Regions from separate parts of the Mus musculus genome. Here region 1 is linked to region 2. Evidence: chromatin contacts called from public HiChIP or PLAC-seq data. All regions are on one chromosome and are shown on one strand. Each heading gives the region's core, a stretch centred on a gene start, on an enhancer-like site or on the middle of the called end of the contact. The rest is flanking DNA. Distances are from core to core; before and after follow the strand shown. Region 1 overlaps Oxr1 (oxidation resistance 1). Region 2 overlaps Oxr1 (oxidation resistance 1).

The links. HiChIP or PLAC-seq counts read pairs in DNA pulled down with a chosen protein or histone mark.
Region 1: a contact with region 2 is called in an HNF4G HiChIP or PLAC-seq map of pancreatic cancer cells. The contact joins two enhancer-like sites. A contact is called at or near these places in 1 of 484 Hi-C or Micro-C datasets (the HL-1 cell line) and 1 of 115 datasets of contacts at active chromatin or transcription factors (pancreatic cancer cells).

The regions. Positions count from the first base shown.
Region 1 is chr15:41,726,079-41,729,581 of GRCm38.p6, reverse strand. All of the region lies in intron 3 of Oxr1 (oxidation resistance 1), which reads right to left. Among named protein-coding and RNA genes, the nearest start is that of Abra, 140 kb to the left of the region's middle. Within about 2 kb of position 1,836, at least 62 of the 459 cell types and tissues checked have an H3K27ac peak or open chromatin away from gene starts, as enhancers often do. A contact at or near this core is called in pancreatic cancer cells, where this site is marked.
Region 2 is chr15:41,596,008-41,599,757 of GRCm38.p6, reverse strand. The region is part of intron 2 of Oxr1 (oxidation resistance 1); the gene reads right to left. Among named protein-coding and RNA genes, the nearest start is that of Oxr1, 150 kb to the right of the region's middle. Within about 2 kb of position 1,982, at least 5 of the 459 cell types and tissues checked have an H3K27ac peak or open chromatin away from gene starts, as enhancers often do. A contact at or near this core is called in pancreatic cancer cells, where this site is marked.

The DNA of each region.
Region 1 (3,503 bases), core at 587-3,086, 130 kb before region 2:
TTTTCATTTTTTCATGATTTTTCATTAGATATTTTATTTATTTGCATTTCAAATATTATCCCCTTTCCTGGTTTCCCCTCCGTAAACCCCCTATCTCAACCTCCACCCCCCCCCTGCTTCTATGAGGGTGCTCACCCACCCGCTCACCCACATTTTTCTGAATTCTTAAGGTGAAGAACTTGCAGAAAATCCTGTCTGTCCTACACAGCTGGTTGTTTTCATAAAGTATCCCCCAAATTAGGATATTATAAAACAGATAAAGACACAAAGCCAACACATTTGGGAGTCATTAGCACACTCATTTATATTAATCTTTTTCTTTGGTATTAACTGTATTTATATTTTGTCTGAATATTTTTATATATGATTTGAACTTTTTAAATAAAGTTTACTGTTCATTCTTTCCTTGACAGTACGCCAAGTAGTTAAAACCAAGACCCAGAGGAATCATTTTTGCACTTGTAGGTTAATTGAGAGTTTTGCTAGTGGATGAAGGAATTCTCTGTCTGATAGCCTCTTGTCTATGGACAAGTCCCAACATTAAACAGAGATAAGGTTCTGGAAGGGCACAGAAAGTATAGCTAACAAATGGGGAGGCATAGTGAAAATGACTAGCTTCTGCCTTGGCTTGCTGCCTTTGTCCTGTAATTTCTATGGAATCCTAGCCCGGGCAGAGCATTGACATTTTCTAAGCCTTTCAAACCTTACCTACAAAATGCTTCAAGAGCTCATGAGAAACAACTGAAGCACAGGGGATGGAAGGTTTGACTGTCGAAGTGCTGAGAAGTCTTTGGGTATTAGCCATTAAGGGCTGGACGTACAGCACAGTGGCGAGACACTTTCCTTGCCTGTACAAAGCCATGGGATTGGTCTCTAACACTTCAAAAAATGGAAATAAAAAAGAAAAATAAAATTAAAATACCGGCTATTATTTCTCCCCACCAATCTGCCAGTATTATCTCTATGGGGTGCTTAAAAGTAAGGAATTATCAGTATTTCTATTTCTTTCTTGTTTCTTTCATTTTCATTTGACACATGAGGTTCATATTCATAACATCTGTGTTTGAGCGAATGATGCTTACTGCTAGTTATTCTTTTTTTCTTTGTCTTTTATTAGATATTTTCTTTATTTACATTTCAAATGTTATCCCCTTTCCTAGTTTCTCCTCCTAAAATCCCCTATCCTTTCCCCCCTCTCCCTGCTCTCCAACCCACCCACTCCCATTCCTGGTCCTGGCATTCCCCTATACTGGGGCATAGAACCTACACAGGACCAAGGGCCTCTCCTCCCAATGATGACTGAAAAAGCCATCCTTTGCTACATACACAGCTAGAGTCATGAGTCCCACCTTATGTTTTCTTTGATTGGTGGTTTAGTCCCAGGGAGCTCTGGGGATATTGGTTACTTCATATTGTTGTTCCTCCAGTGGGGCTGCAAACACCTTCAGCTCCTTGGGTCCTTTTTCTAGCTCCTTCATTGGGGACCCTGTGCTGTCACTGCTAGTTTTTCTGACAACAAAATCTTGATTCTCCAGATGTGTGAAGATATCTGCGAACACTTTCTCCCATTATAAAGCATGCACACTTAGCAAAAGAAGGTGAAGCAACAAGCAATTCTGAATGAAGGCATCAAATCTCACTGAACAGAGCAGGTCTGTTTGTATTGCATGAAGACAGAAGAGCCTTAGCAGGACCTGGAAGCTATCAGCCAGCAGTACTGACCTAGACTAGAACAATTCTGCAGAGGCCAAAGGGAAGATAAAAGAAGCTATCTGTCATCTGTGTACTGACAGAACTGTGACAAAGCCAAGAAGAATCTGGCAGGAGGAGACTCAAGTGACCAACAGTGTGCCTGTAGGAGGTATCTCAGCAGAAGAGGCATGACTAAGGCCACTAAGTTGTCATCTTGAGTGGAAAAAAACTGAGAGAGAGAGAGAGAGGGAGAGAGAGAGAGAGAGAGAGAGCGAGCGAGCAAGATGAATGTAATGTTTTAGTCATCCTAGAGTATGATGAAGGGAAACTGTAAGAGAGATTTTAATAGCTGGAAGCACGCATGCAATAGAAGACACAGGATTTAGAACATACTGTATGGCTGAGTTTAGTCTGGACAGAGAATCAACTTGTGGGTTAGTCAGTTAAAACATAACAGAGGTCATAAACTGTGCAGTGAATTATTAGAGTTACTGTGACAAGCAATGGTTGGTGTCCCCAGGGAGCTCCCAGAGAAGGAAACAAACAAGACCAAAGGAGAAGCCAATGCCATGAGGAAGAATGTCACAGGATGCTGTGGGAAAAGTGACGGTGGAGTCACTGATTTACAGTTAGTGTGACCTGGGAAGGCACCCAACCAGAAAGATTAAGATGGTCTTTAGAGGGCAGCTGGAGGGAGCCTGGGAGTGTCTCTGCAGACTTGGAGGTGAGAAAGAGAGCTTAGCACAGAGGAAAAGGGATTAGCCTGACGTGGTTGCGGTGTGGACAGTGAGGAGAACCTGATGGTGACACAGAATGCGGAATAGAGATCCAGTCAGGAGGGACCTTGTGGACCATGCAAACTAGGGAATCAGAGGGAAAGCCACTGCAGATGGGGAATGAAAGCAAATATACCAGCTCATTTTTTATAAACAATAAAGTTTTATAATACAGCTGAAAAGTATAAAAACATATTCCTTAAGGTTGAACCATTGATGTTAGATTGTTTTCCTGTCTTTTCAGGTTGGAAAAACCAAATACCACAAACTGGGCAAATTATTTAAAAAAAGGAAGGAAGGAAGGAAGGAAGGAAGGAAGGAAGGAAGGAAGGAAGGAAGGAAGGTAGAAGAGAAAGAGATTTCCTTCTAATGTCTCCAAGGATGGAGGTGCAGGTTTAGTCTCTGTGCGCAGTAAGGATCTGTGTGCAGTAAGAATCTCTAGATCTGCTTTTCCCTAGGCATCCACGTGCTGTTCTAATCTCACGTGGTAGGAAGGATGGGGCATCTCTCTTGTGCCTCTAAGAAGAGTGTGAGCCCCATCATGAGTGCTTTGTCCTCTTGACCTAATTCAGTCCCAAAGGCTCTGGCTTTTAACAAAGAACCTTGGAGGTTAGGGTTACACGAGTTTCAGGGGATACACAACTCAAGTCCTAGCGCTTCATTTCTTTGCTTTAAACATGTATTCGGAAGCTAGGTATGTTTGGCTCAAGCCTGAGATCATAGCACTCTAAAAGCTTAGGAAAAAGGACTGACTATGAGTGTGAGGCCAGCCTGGGCTATACAGTGAGTTGCAAGCCATTCTAGGATACAGAGGGAGATAACTGTGTCATAAAAGCCAGAGAAAGAGGCGAGGAGAGAAGTATTCCGTAAGTATCCGTAATGTGTGTTAGTTCTTCACACACTGATTTGATAAAGGAAAAGAACCATTTGTTCTAGTGAATAGAAACCCCAAGGGGAAACAAAGAACAAACAAAAACCCCTGATATTCCTCTGAAATCCATTACTTGAAAGTTCCCAAGCCCCCTTTTGTTCTTC
Region 2 (3,750 bases), core at 733-3,232:
AGAACAAGCTAATTGCAAAACTATAATATCTAGATAACACACTGGAGTTTCTAAAATCATTGTCTACTTTAAACATTATTAATGAAGTCACACGACTAATCCCCTCTAGGACAAATACCACATCTACCTACATTTTCCTGAACATAAAATGGGAATCAATTAAGCAAAATTGTGCCCACGCCTTCGGGGATGATCAACTGCTGTAAAGCTTCCTTTATCCTGCACTTTCATCCCAACAGAGCTTAAGGGGTTGAAAGTTAGCAAGTTCTTGGAGATTTTATTCACGGTGGAGGCTTCATTATAGGTATATATTAAATGGCATGAACATTGAATGTGTTTCCAACTTATTCAACAGCTTTATTAGGAACCTCCTATGAGGTCATACTTCAAAGTAGCATACCTATGTTTAGAATCTAGGTTTAATTACGTGACTTTAAAGCACACACACACACACACACAACACACACACACACACACACACACACACACACACACACACACACTTACTGATATACCAGTGGCTTCTGTATATCTGTACACACATCATATGTACATATGTAGATTTTGGCAAGGGATGGTAAGGTTTATGTTAAATATTGAAAAGAACTTTTTGTTCATGTTGTTTGAGAACTTTTTATTAGCAATGGTGAGTGAGAAATTTAACTTTTGTATATGCACTATACAATGACATTTGGGAAAAGATCACAATGAGAAGAGGCATTGGTATATATTTATTTTGGTATCATTAAGAGACTATTCGAAGGCCTTTCCTCCCCTTCCATGGCCCCTTTTTTAATTTCCACGTTTCTAAATTCATTCCGTATCACTAGTAGCTGTGATACACAGTCAAGAAAGAATGCAGTGTTTGCCTCTCTGGGCCTGTGTTAACTCACTCAATATAGTATTTTCCATCTCCAAAATTTTTTTGCTACTTCATAAGGTCAGTGCCTTTTTAGGGCTGAAAAAATTCCATTGTATGTATATCATAATTTCCTAATTCATTTCTCAGTTAACTCACAGTACACATCATCTGAGCCATTTTCCTAGCATTAGTGAACATGGCTGGGCACACAACTCGTAGTTGGTTGGATAAAGTCATATGTATATCCCAGGAGTGTTATATCTAGGTCATATGGTATATCTATTTCTAGATTTTTGAGAAGTTCCCAGACTGCTTTCCACAGTGGTTGCACTATTTCTATTTCCCCCAATAACATGTGAGGATTCCCTTTTCTCTATATCACCAACATATTTTAATGTCATTTATAGTCTTGATGGTAGCCATTTTAATTGGGGTGATGTTGAATCTACCACAGTTTTCATCTGCATTTCCCCGATGGCTAAAGGGTGTTGAACACTTTTTAAAAATAATGTTTTTATTTATACTGTGAGGATTTTATACAATATATTTTGATTGTATTCATTACTATAGTGCATTGCTGATACTTTGAAAATACCCTAAAATTAATTTGTCCTTTCTGACTTACAGGGAGAAAACATAATGATGTTAAAGCCACTTCCCTTTGAGTATGCTTTGAAAGCACTTGGTAGTTGACTATGTTATTCACAAGACTTCATTTTCTCTATGATAGAGGCGGCAATATCAACTCTAAGATATTCTGAGCTCTGCCTCTGCCCTACTTCTCAGACTTCTGACTCTATAAAATAGGTAACAACTTTTTTTTTTCTGTAGAGGTGGAGAAACATTTTACAAATGGCAGACACTCAGAAGTGGAGAAAGGGAAGGGAAGTGTTGTTCTCAGTGTTACAAAGAGATCAATACACCCTTCTTCCTAAAGCAGCTCTTAGAAAGTAAGGCAGTTGAAAACAATGCTAAATGCTCCCATTTTTAGTGCTGAAAGAACTAGATATGGAATGAACAAAGTTTACACCAAAGAAGGCAAACATGACACACATTCCCATCTGTGCTAGGTGCGACTGTATTTTTTAAATGCCAGTGACTTTCACCCCATTATTTCCTTCCTAAGATTAAGCAAACAAGACTAGCCCATTGGTTTACATAACATATAAAATTCCTTCAACACTTTGCAAATGTCCTTTGATGTTTTTAAAAAAAAAAACCCTATTCATTCTGCAAGAGATTACAGCTTCAGGAAAAAACCGCTTACAGAGAACAAAAGACACCAGCTCATTATGCAAATAAAAGCAAAAAAAATTCCATCCACACGCATAAACATAAAAAGGCTACAAAAATCCTTCTATTCTTACTTTTAACTTTACAGGGACATAATTTCTATGGCCATCTATTCAAAGAAACAAGTTATTATAGAGATTACTGAAAAATGTTTATATTGAAGCTTTAAATATATTATATATAAACCCATAAGCTTTAAATATATTATAGAAATAACAGCAGACATAAAAAAGTTCTAGGAGAATTTCATAGTAATATTTCTTAGAAAAAATGATAAATCCAGAAGCAGACTGCTTAAAAACTTAGGCACAACCTTTGGAATTGGGAGAGGTAACACACACACACGCACACACACACGCACACACGCACGCACGCACGCACGCACGCACGCGCACACACACGCACACACACGCACACACACACACGCACACACACATTTTTATGTCTTAGTGTGAATTGTCTCATAAGTGCTTGTATTTGAACACTTGGTCTCTGCATGTGTGCTCTGATTGGAGACACCGTGGAGGCTTTGTAACATGGGGCTATCAGGCTGCAGACCACTAGTCTAGCGCTCTGCTGATTTATGCCATGTGAGAAGCTGCCACTGCATAATCTGCCACTACAGACTGAGCCACTCCTACACTTCTTCCTTAGCTAGGATGAACTAAAATTCCCTAAAACCATAAGCCAGAAAATATTCCTTTCCTCTTCAGTTGCATCTGTCAGATATTTGTCCAAGCAATGAGGAACATTTGTTAGATAGATAGATAGATAGATAGATAGATAGATAGATAAATAGATAGATAGAGAGAGAGAGATACACAATATACATATGCAGTCTGTGTATATACATTAAATTATTCTAAATATGAAATTCAAACAAAGTAGTCATTTGTTATGTGTGTTAGATTTCTTGCTGAGTTCTAAGTCTGTTAGTAGAGCCCATGAACTATTGATGGGTATAACATTCTGGCTAGGCATCCTCTTCCCCTGTGGGAGGGCAGAGGTGGAGGAGTAGAATGCTGAGACTCCACATTAGCAGTAGAGTCACTGTTAACAAATTCTTTATACCGTCACAAATGTGTGCACATGTTGTTTGAAGAATGATCACATGGTAAAGAGAAAAGGCGAGAATGTGAGCCATAGTGAAATGGCCAGACCCTGGCTTCTTCTTCCTTAGTCAAGCTTGATATCTGCTGTTGGACTCAGATGCAAAGTGATTATGAAATTTTAGGAAACTAGATTACTATATTTTTACTCCAATCTCTGGGTCCTAGTTGTTGTTTTTTTTAAGTAACCTTTAAATACATACTCATGCTAGATAGGATGAGCATTAATATTGAGGGTATATGTTTGCACCAAGTTTATGGTTTCCAATATCTTATATGTATGACCTGTATTACATGTGTTCATTTTGATTTTAATTTCTAAACCTTTATTTTTTGTGTGGCATGTTGACATCATTTGATACTCAGAATCTGCTTGTATTGTTGCTTCCTATAGTTTGTTATGGGTTCCACAACCTTCTGAATGTGCCCATGCTGGAAGCCTAGTTTTCAATACAGCAGAGTTGAGATAAGGGAACAGTAAGGAGG